Regions from separate parts of the Rattus norvegicus genome. Here region 1 is linked to region 2. A link is a contact called in public HiChIP or PLAC-seq data. All regions are on one chromosome and are shown on one strand. The core of a region is the stretch at or near the end of the contact, and the rest is flanking DNA. Distances in the headings are between cores, read along the strand shown. Region 1 has its middle 160 kb from the start of Rpl14. Region 2 has its middle 20 kb from the start of Rpl14.

What was found. HiChIP or PLAC-seq counts read pairs in DNA pulled down with a chosen protein or histone mark.
Region 1: a contact with region 2 is called in an H3K27ac HiChIP or PLAC-seq map of oligodendrocytes, with 9 times the contacts expected there. The contact joins two enhancer-like sites. A contact is called at or near these places in 7 of 12 Hi-C or Micro-C datasets (the A7r5 cell line, frontal cortex, kidney and 3 more) and 1 of 1 datasets of contacts at active chromatin or transcription factors (oligodendrocytes).

What each region holds. Positions count from the first base shown.
Region 1 is chr8:129,324,510-129,329,248 of GRCr8, reverse strand. No RefSeq gene overlaps it. Among named protein-coding and RNA genes, the nearest start is that of Rpl14, 160 kb to the right of the region's middle. Within about 2 kb of position 1,743, at least 31 of the 93 cell types and tissues checked have an H3K27ac peak or open chromatin away from gene starts, as enhancers often do.
Region 2 is chr8:129,181,735-129,186,444 of GRCr8, reverse strand. No RefSeq gene overlaps it. Among named protein-coding and RNA genes, the nearest start is that of Rpl14, 20 kb to the right of the region's middle. Within about 2 kb of position 1,629, at least 6 of the 93 cell types and tissues checked have an H3K27ac peak or open chromatin away from gene starts, as enhancers often do.

The sequences.
Region 1 (4,739 bases), core at 494-2,993, 140 kb before region 2:
CGGGAGCTGGCCCTTTCCTTTAAAGAATTGTTTTTTTAATTTTTTTGTTGTGTTTTGCCTGCCTGCACAAGTATAGACATCACACATGTCCCTGCGGACACCAGAAAATGGCATTGGATCCCCAGGAACTGGAGTTAAAGGTGATGATGAGTCACATGGGGGCACTGGAAACCAGGCCAAAGTCTTCCACAAGAGCAGCCAGTGCTCTTAACTGCTGAGCCACCTTTCCAGAATAACAAGAGAACAGGGCACTAACAATCAGTTCAATAGAGGGTTGCTGGGGAGGGCCCAGGTTCAATTCCCAGCATCCACGGTGGCTTGAAACTCTGTAACTTCTGGATTCGGGTCCTGCACACAGATATGCATTCAGGCAAAACACCAACAAGAGAGAGGTGGGGGAGAGAGAGAGAGAGAGAGAGAGAGAGAGAGAGAGAGAGAGAGAGAGAGAAGAAAAGAAGGAAAGAAGGGGAAGAAAGGGAAAGGAAGGAAGAAGAAAAACAGTTCAATAAACTTTATAATAGTAAACTCTATGTAGCGGGCAGGAGAGATAGCTCAGGGTTAGAGTACCTACAGTTAGTTCTTCCAGAGGATTTGGGTTTGGTCCCCAGCATCATTAACTCTGAGGACACCGCATGCAGATGGTATGATAATCTCATGCAGGTGTACACACAAATGAATCCATCTTTAAAAGGCATGTGCAACAGGAAACCAGATTTTACATGTTGCCCAGCCTCTGCCAGCAGAAAACAGTCCAGGCTTCTGAACAGATACTATTTCCCTAAGTGGTCTCACCCTTATCCTTGCTACATTGTTTCTGTGACTTCCTGAGGTCCACCTGGTATATGGCAGACACAGTGTGTCAAACTGATGTCTGACTGGAAGGTTGGATTCCGGGTGGCCCGTAACTTCTACTTGGGAAAAAAATAAAGTTGACCTCAGAAAATAGAGACCACCCTTGAATTCACCACAAATTGTGTGAGGCAGCTGGGGCCGAGGTAGTTCACCTTCGTGATAGTTACATGGGGGAAATGTGCTAAACAAACAGATTGGACAAAAAGAAGGGGCACGTTTAGCTATTTCAGGGTGTCATTTTTCAAGCCCTTTAATGAAGGCCACGCGACTGTACAGTGAATTAGACATGAATCAAAGCAGTTTGTTTTTTTCTTTTTCCTATTTCCTCTGTGTGTACCTGTGTGTGCTCAACTGCATTTCTGTAAGCATGTGTATACTTGAATGCCAGAAGTCAGCACCTCAGATGTCCTTCTCAACTGACATCCATCTTTAGTTTTTGAGAAAGGTCTCTCTTTGAACTGGAAGTTCTCCAGTTTCAGCAAGACTGGCCGGCCAGGAGAGTTCTGGAATCCTCCTGTGTCGGCCCCTCACCTCCAACACTGAGATTACAGATGTTTACCTCCATGCCTGACCTCTGTCAGGCACTGGGATTAGAGATGTTCATCTCCACCCCTGACCTCCAGCACTGGGATTTCAGATGTTCACCTCTATGCCGGGATTTTGGAGGTTGAACTCAGACCTTCAGGCTTGCACAGGAAATACTTGACTGATGTCTCCCTCACCCACAGCCCTAATTATGAGCTGAGAAATCTTGAGCGAGCAAGGATATGGGGCCACTGGGTAGTGGGAGGGCATGTCTGTGCTGTTACTGTAGACAGGGTCCCACCTGACTGGAACCCTATCTTTGCTTTGATTGGAAGTCCTCTAGTGACTTCAGGGAGAGGCTGAACCCATACCAAAGTTCTAAGAGAGGGAGATATGGACACACAATCTGCTGCTTCGATCCCATGTGGGGTTTGAAAGCTCTGCCCGAGGTACAGGCTCAGGGTTTCTCCCAATGCAGGGTTTCCCTGCTCCTATCAGAGGGCCATAGAGTCTGCTTCGGGCGAAGGGGCTGGCTGCAGATGCAGAAAGGAAGGGTTTTAACAGACACTTTCTTCACAGTTCCCTGAGCCCTGGGGGCACTGGTCCTTCACAGAGCAAAGTTTCATTTACCTTTTGGTTTCATGATGAAGAAAACACTCCCCCCCCCCCTCCGGTGCCAGCCCTCCACCTACAGACCCAGTCAAACTGCAGTGGTGGGAAATCTCTGGGGAAGCTGGTTTTGCAGGAATGCCTTTGTGAGAGAGGATCCTGCCCTGTGCACAGGCCAAAGGGGCTGCAGAGTGGAATTTTCTCTCTTCCCCTTTCTGGCAGGCAGACAGAGCCTGTCTTCAAAGTTCTCAGGAAAGGTATGTTTTGACAAGCACACACATACTGCTTTAGAAAAGCCGCAGAGGCAGCGCCTCTGTTGCCCCAGAACCCACTCCCTTCCACCCAGGAGTGGAAGAAGCCCTTTCACAAGCCACACAATGGAACCGGAGCCCAAGCTTGCTTGTACTGTTTCCCTGAAAGTACATAGCTTCCATTCTGTGGTTCCACACAGCAAATCTGCCTCCTCACAAATGCAGACGTTGGCAGGGCTGTTTGTCCAGCCAGCCCAGCACTGGCAGGGAACATGAAGTTTGGCAGGACTCGTGAGGCGTCTTTCTGTAGGGCTTTGGTTTCCTGGTCAGTTGAAGCCAGTCCAGTTATTGTCCCAGTGTTCTGCCAGATAAAATAGGGAGGAGGGGGGCTTTTCTAGAAGCCTGGCCTTGTGACTGCGGGATGTGGAGAGGGACCATGAGCTGAACAGGAAAGTAGGAACTCAGGCCAAGGCCCAGGAGTTCCCTTCTCCAGCAAGGGCTCAGACTCTGCTCTGTGGACTGTAGACTTATGCCTGACTAACGGCTGGCGCTGAAACCACCTTCAACCTCACACAAGCCCGTACCCTGTAATAGCAGTCCCTCTCTAAGATATGGGGCGAGCATTTTCAGCAAACAAGTCCACCTGTAATATAAAGTAATCTAGCATGCATGAAACCCCGAGTTTGATCCTCAGCAATGCATAAACTATGTGTGGTGGCTCACATCTGTGGTTCTAGAGTGTGGGAGGTAGCAGCAGAAGGATCCGGAATTCTAGGCTTACCTTGGCTATCTAGTAGGCTCAAGGGCAGCCTGGGATACACGAGACCCTGACCAGAGACAAATGAAAGAACAGAGAGGGATAGCATCCCAGCAGAGCGCAAAGGTGATGACCTTTAGTGTAGTGGTCGCTCCTGGCTTTCCTAGCCACTGATGTGTTCTCATGGCTGAGCAGGGTTGCTAACCACTAAAGCTATTGGTGTCTGATATTTAAAGTTCGGAGATTCTTTCTCCCCTGGACATGGTAGCAGCTACTGATTATGGGATCCCAGCACCCGAATGATACTTTGTAGATGTGAGAAATGTTGGAAACTCACAGCTCATCAAGTATCAGTCCACCATATTGTTGGGCTTTGTGTTGTTGCTGCTGTTTTTAACAATGTCTTTGAAAACCTCATACAAAATACCTGTTTCCAGCCCTGCAGAGGTTGTGGGCAGGAGGGGACTTGGTTTTCTTGAAAAGAGCTACACGCTGTGGATGTGACAGATCTTCCACTCTGCCCCAGCATCTGCAGCCTGACCTAGCTGGGCTGTCCCTAACAAACCTTTCCTCTCCACAGTCATATGGCTCTGAAATCATTCCCAGCTCTCCCCACAGGCTAACACTATCTATCAGCCTCCTGTCTATAAACTCCTCCCTACTTTGAGAAATCTTCCTGCCTCTTACCTTTACAGCTCCGGGTGAACGATAGGAGCTACGAGCAGAAAGGTCGCTCTCTGAATAGATTATGTGGTCCGGTCCTGGGCAGATCGAAACTCCTGTGTAGTGGGTCTGTGGCCTGCCACCCTGCCACCCCCATCCAAGTCACAACTTTGGGGATTGGATACATGGAATATTCCTGAGTCTACATGCCTGTGCAGGACAACTTTGTACACTCATACAGTTGTGGATATGCATGCATGTGTGTAAATACCACATAAAGCCACAAAAGCTCCAAAAAAAAAAAAAAAGCCACAAAAGTACTACCCAGGCATTTTTGTTTTGTTTGTTTTCCTAGACAAGGTCTCTTTGTGTAGCACTGGCTATCCTATAACTCCCTCTGTAGACCAACCTGGCTTCGAACTCAGAGATCTGCTTCTGCCTCCAGAGTGCTGGGATTAAAGACCTGGGCCACCATTGCCACCACCGCAGCCTGGCTCAGCAGTACACCATTCATATTACGGTTATTTTAGCTACCTGAGGTCATCCATGTGCAGATTTAAATTCAAAGACTCTCCTCCTTAGGTTCTTGAACCAATCACAAAACAGTTCCTTCCTGGATGCTTTTGTCTTCCCATGTAGTATTTCTCAGATAGTTTCCCCTTCAAAACAAACAAGACAAGACCAGGCTACCCTGGGAGACCTTTTCCTGCTGCTACACTGCGTTAACCGCTTTTCTCCTGGCTGAGACCAAACGCCTGAAAAGCATCAGAAGACAGGAAGGGTTTACCTTGTCCCACCGTTTGTCATCTGTGTGGACAAGGTACGGCAGCAGGTGTGGAGTCTGGCTGGTCACGTTGTCAGGAGGCAGAACAGGCACAAACAGAACAGGAAGTAGGCCAGGCTAAGAACCCTTAACGTTCACTTCCCAGTGACACCCTTCCTCCTTCAAGGTTCCACATCCTAAAGACTCTGCCGCCTTCCAAATAACACCACTAACACCAGGGCCCGTGGGGGACAGTTCACACTCAGAGCACACACACTGTTTCCCACCACCTTGAAGTGACTTCTTCCGTTAGTCTTGA
Region 2 (4,710 bases), core at 380-2,879:
CCCTCCATGTTGACTCCTTCAAATACAAACTGAGGAAAGGACCCCTCCAGCGTCAGCAACATGCACTTCCGTTTACTCCGCAGCCCTGCCTGCCTCGGCTTTGCTGCCCTCCTGTGAGGTAGACACAGGACACTGCTCATTTTCAGGCTGCGCTGGAGGTACAGCATCGGGCTCTCAGGTGAACTGGCAGCTGATGCCTCTTGCCTGGGAGTGCAGAGCACAGCCTGGATTCTGGCGTCTGGAGCTGGGCGATGCTGCCCCTCTGCTTCTCAGGGCCTCGTGGGAAACCCAGATGCAACAAGAACCCCGCCCACTCCGGACTGGGAGCTGTCCGGGTAGATCCACCGAGCTGACCGGTGCTCTCCCAGAGCTACTGCTGAAGTTCAGCCAAGCTCTGCTGCTTGGAAACCAGACCGGAGCCGCGCAGAGAAGCTGCGAATACAAACACCTATGTCAGGTTTTAATTATCGACTGTGAATAGGGCAGAAAAGATGGCTCAGTGGGTAGAGGCGCTTGCCCCCAAGCATAATGATGTGAGTTCAATCCCTGGGACCCACAGGGTGGAAGGAGAGAACCAACTCCCGAAAAATTGTCCTCTAGCCTCTTACAAGTGCAACACACACACGCGCGCGCGCACGCAAGTTTTCTTTAATTGAAAACATAAGTAGATAAATAAAAACCGTGAACAGGGGGCTGGGGATTTAGCTCAGTGGTAGAGCGCTTACCTAGGAAGCGCAAGGCCCTGGGTTCGGTCCCCAGCTCCGAAAAAAAGAACCAAAAAAACAAAAAAAACAAAAAACAAAAAACAAAAAACAAAAAACAAAAAACAAACAAACAAAAAAAAAAAAAAACCGTGAACAGTGTGTGAGCCGCACACTGAGCCTCCATCACACATTCGTGACTGACTTTGCCCTGACTGGCATCTTCGAAATCAGCACAAGACACAAATTCTCAAGTCTTGGTTGCGGAGGCCAAAGGACTGGCTGTTCAGATGTTGGAGCTGGAGAAAGGCTGTGAAAACGGCTGAGGGGAAGTGGGCAGCCCTCCACTGGGCTCCACCCTACGATAACTGCATTTGAATGAGCTGGGGCGGATCCTGAGGGTAATAATTGGCTCTCGATTTGGGATTCTGTTGATGACTTCGGAAAATGTGCTCGGGCTTGGTTTATTCCGCTTTCGGATCTTGTACCACTTTAATGAAAATTTATTACCAGCAGCTTCCTGAACCGGAAAGGAAGAAATTGAAAATACACATCTGTGTATAAGTAAACAGGCGTGTGGAATGAATGCATTCTTTTTAGATGAGATGCCGGACTTCTGCTTATAAAAATGAATAAGGGGCCTTCAGTTTCACACATGAAAGGAAGCCCAGAGACCGTGTGTAACGGAGACTCGGCGCTAAGGGTGTGTTTGGGATAACCAGGGGCAGTCAGTATAGAAAGCATTAAGTTTAAAATCAGAAGATGCGGGCCCAAGAGATAGCCAGCAGGTTAAAACCTTCGATGTGAGAATCTAAGTTCAATCCTTAGGGCCTACAAAACAAAACAAAACAAAACCAAACAAAAAACCCAAGCCGGGCGTGGTAATGCACACCTTTAATACTAGCACTTGGGAAGCAAAGGCAGGTGGATCTCTGTGAGTTCCAGGTCAGCCTGGTCTATAAACTGAGTTCCAGGACAGCCAGGGCTACACTGAGAAACACTGCCTCAGTGGGGATGTGGGGCTTGAGGAGGAATTTAGGCCAGGTGTGGTTTCGTACATCTGTAAGCCAAGCATGCCTCCTTGGTGAGATAGAAGGCAGGGCCTGGAAAATCACCCAAAAGCTCGATGGACAGCTACCTTACGGTATTCAAGTCAGCAGCAGAAGTGACTGTCTGTAACTCTGTAGCTCCAGGGATCAGAGCCCTGAACAAAGGTACGACTTAAATCTAAATGCCAGGAAGGCATGTCCAACCTTTTGGATTGCCACATGACACTATCATCTACAAAGTTCACGCTATATTCAAGAAACCTACTGTGAATACTCCAGCTTGTTTGTTTTTAATTCCATTTTAAATAAGCTTACAGTTTTGTGTTGGGCCGAGTCCATAGCTGTGCTTGGCTCTGTGCAGCCATTGGACTGTGGGTTGGACACACTGCACATTGCTTTACCCCTTCATGGTAGCCGCTGCTTCACCCCTAGGAGCGATTGATTCCTTTGACCAGTGAGAGTGGGAAGGAGGGATAGGCCACTCAAGGTCGAGTTTCCAGGGCGGGTGCAAGTACACACATTCTCTGCCTTCCCACTGTGGCCAGTAACACTCCAAGTGGTGGTATCCCATGGCCAGAGTTCCCTCATGGAAGCAAGTTTTGCCCAAATCGAAACACACATGTAAGAAATAAACACCAGTTATTTTAATCACCACAATATGGTGGACTGTTAGTCCAGCATCCCCCAATCCACCTCCACTGCTGAGTCTGTAAGCGCCAATATACACTTAGAACGGTCAGGATGTAAAGTGAAGAAAAAAAGAAAAACAAATCAATCTGGGTACCAAGGGGCAAAAATGAATGAACAGCACAGGGTTGGAGAGATGCTCAGTCGTTCAGAGTGTTTGATCCTGAGTTCAGGCCCCAGAACCCATCAGTGGCAGCTCACACCTACTGTGACTCCGGCTCTCTCTAGAATGAGATCTGACACCCCATTCTGGCCTCCTTAGGCACCTGCACACACATGACTAGCGGGCATGCACATGTGTGTGCATACATGACTTAATAAAGGAATCTTAGGAGAATGAAACCTGTGCACTCCTGTTTTATTTCCCTGTAGCAAGCGCAGCCGACTGCGTGAGTCAGCGAAAATAATGAATGACTCCCCTGCGGGCAGCGCACATCCGCCCTGTCCTCTACCCCTCTTTTGTATCTCACATATAATACTATGTTGACATGTTGATCATTCCGTGAATTTCCCTCAAGACAAGAATCCTGCCTTTTCATCTATATTTCTCGAATTACAAGGGTAACAAGGACACACAATTAAACCAACAAACAAGACGTAATTCTCTTGGAAGCAAAACAAAACTCTGAACAGGTTGTACAACTGGTTCAAACAGGTTTATCCCTCATTAGTCATCAAGTGAATGCAAATTAAAAACCAGGGTTGAGATACAGTTCCAGCAATCAGAAAAAGTCAAAAGGACTGGGAACAACGGAGCTGCTCTCTGGTTGGATCTGAGGCCGCTCAATAGGAGGGAGTCCTGGCCTGGTGTGGTGGCCTAGTCTACAGCCAGGGATTCCACAGCCTCACAAGCCTTGGAGGGGAACCGCCCACTATTGTTTTACTAAACTGCATGGCCTTCTAAATGTTTGTTTTATACTCTAAACGGAGGGACCTGCCTCAGCCTTGGCCAGAAGCTTCTCTGTGCTGTGCTTAGCACTTAATACAAAGACTCAGAGCTGATAATGCTGTGGGCTAGCCCTAAATGGGACTCTCCATCAACCCCTGGAGGAGGAGGCACAAAGAGTGCAGGAGCTGCCTGGTGTGGTGGTGTACTGCCCAGCCCTGGGGAGGCAGAGGCAAATCTGTTTCAGGCCACTCTTCTATCCAGCAAGTTCTTGGCCAGCCAGACTACATGGTGATAGTCTGCCTCAAAATAAAATAAAATTGAATAAGATAAAATAAAAAGGAATGTAAAGGCTGCACGATGGAGAGGAGGGCCGGGAGAGGGCTGGGAGGAGGGCCAGGAGGAAGAGGACTAAGAGGAGGGTCCTCTGGACTTGACACTGCACCCATGAGCACACTACAGCTGTGGCTATCGACCAACAGCAAGCCAAGATGATCAGTGGACACTCCACTGGGCAGCACTAGTTAGCCTCAGTAGACTGAGGGGCAGGGAGGACAAAGAGAGAAGACAGACACAGAGACAGACACCAGACACACAGAGAAAAGGTTGGAAAAAACAGTGGGAGGGGATGCATTGGGGTGCCCAGGGATGAATAGAGGAGTGGAGAGGAGAGTTAGGGGTGTATATGACCAAGATACATTGTTTACATGTGTATAGTTTTTGAAGAAGTAAAAGATACTCTATTTAAAAAAAAAAAAAAAAAAAAAAAAAAAAGGGCTGGAGAGATGGCTCAGCGGTTAAGAGCACCCGACTGCTCTTTCAGAGGTCATGAGTTCAATTCCCAGCAACCACATGGTGGCTCACAACCATCTGTAAAGAGATCCGATGCCCTCTTCTGGTGTATCTGAAGACAGCTACAGTGTACTTATATATAATAAATAAATAAATCTTTAAAAAAAAAAAAAAAAAAAGACCAGAGATGGGGGCTGGTGAACCAGGGCAACCTTCACATCCCCAGAGGGAATGTGAGAATGTTTAGTCACTGAGCACATGGAAAAGTATACTCACCACGCCATCCCACCATTCCACCCTTAAACCTTAGACCTTTATCTAAGAGGAATGAAATCCCTTGCCCCTGTATCCATGCTGGACCACTACCGGTTCTATCACAGCGCATTGCAAAGCTAAGCTAAGCATCTGCTGTTTCACAGTTCTCTCAGGGTAGGGCATGGGTGGAGCCCAGATGAAGCCTCTGTTTCAGAATGTCCCATAAGACCTCTGTGATGGTTAGCTCTGGCAATGTGACACAACCTGGAATCACCTGAGAAGAGAGTATCAAAGAGGTACTGTCCACAGCCGGTTGGTCTGTGAGCATGTCCGTGCGGGA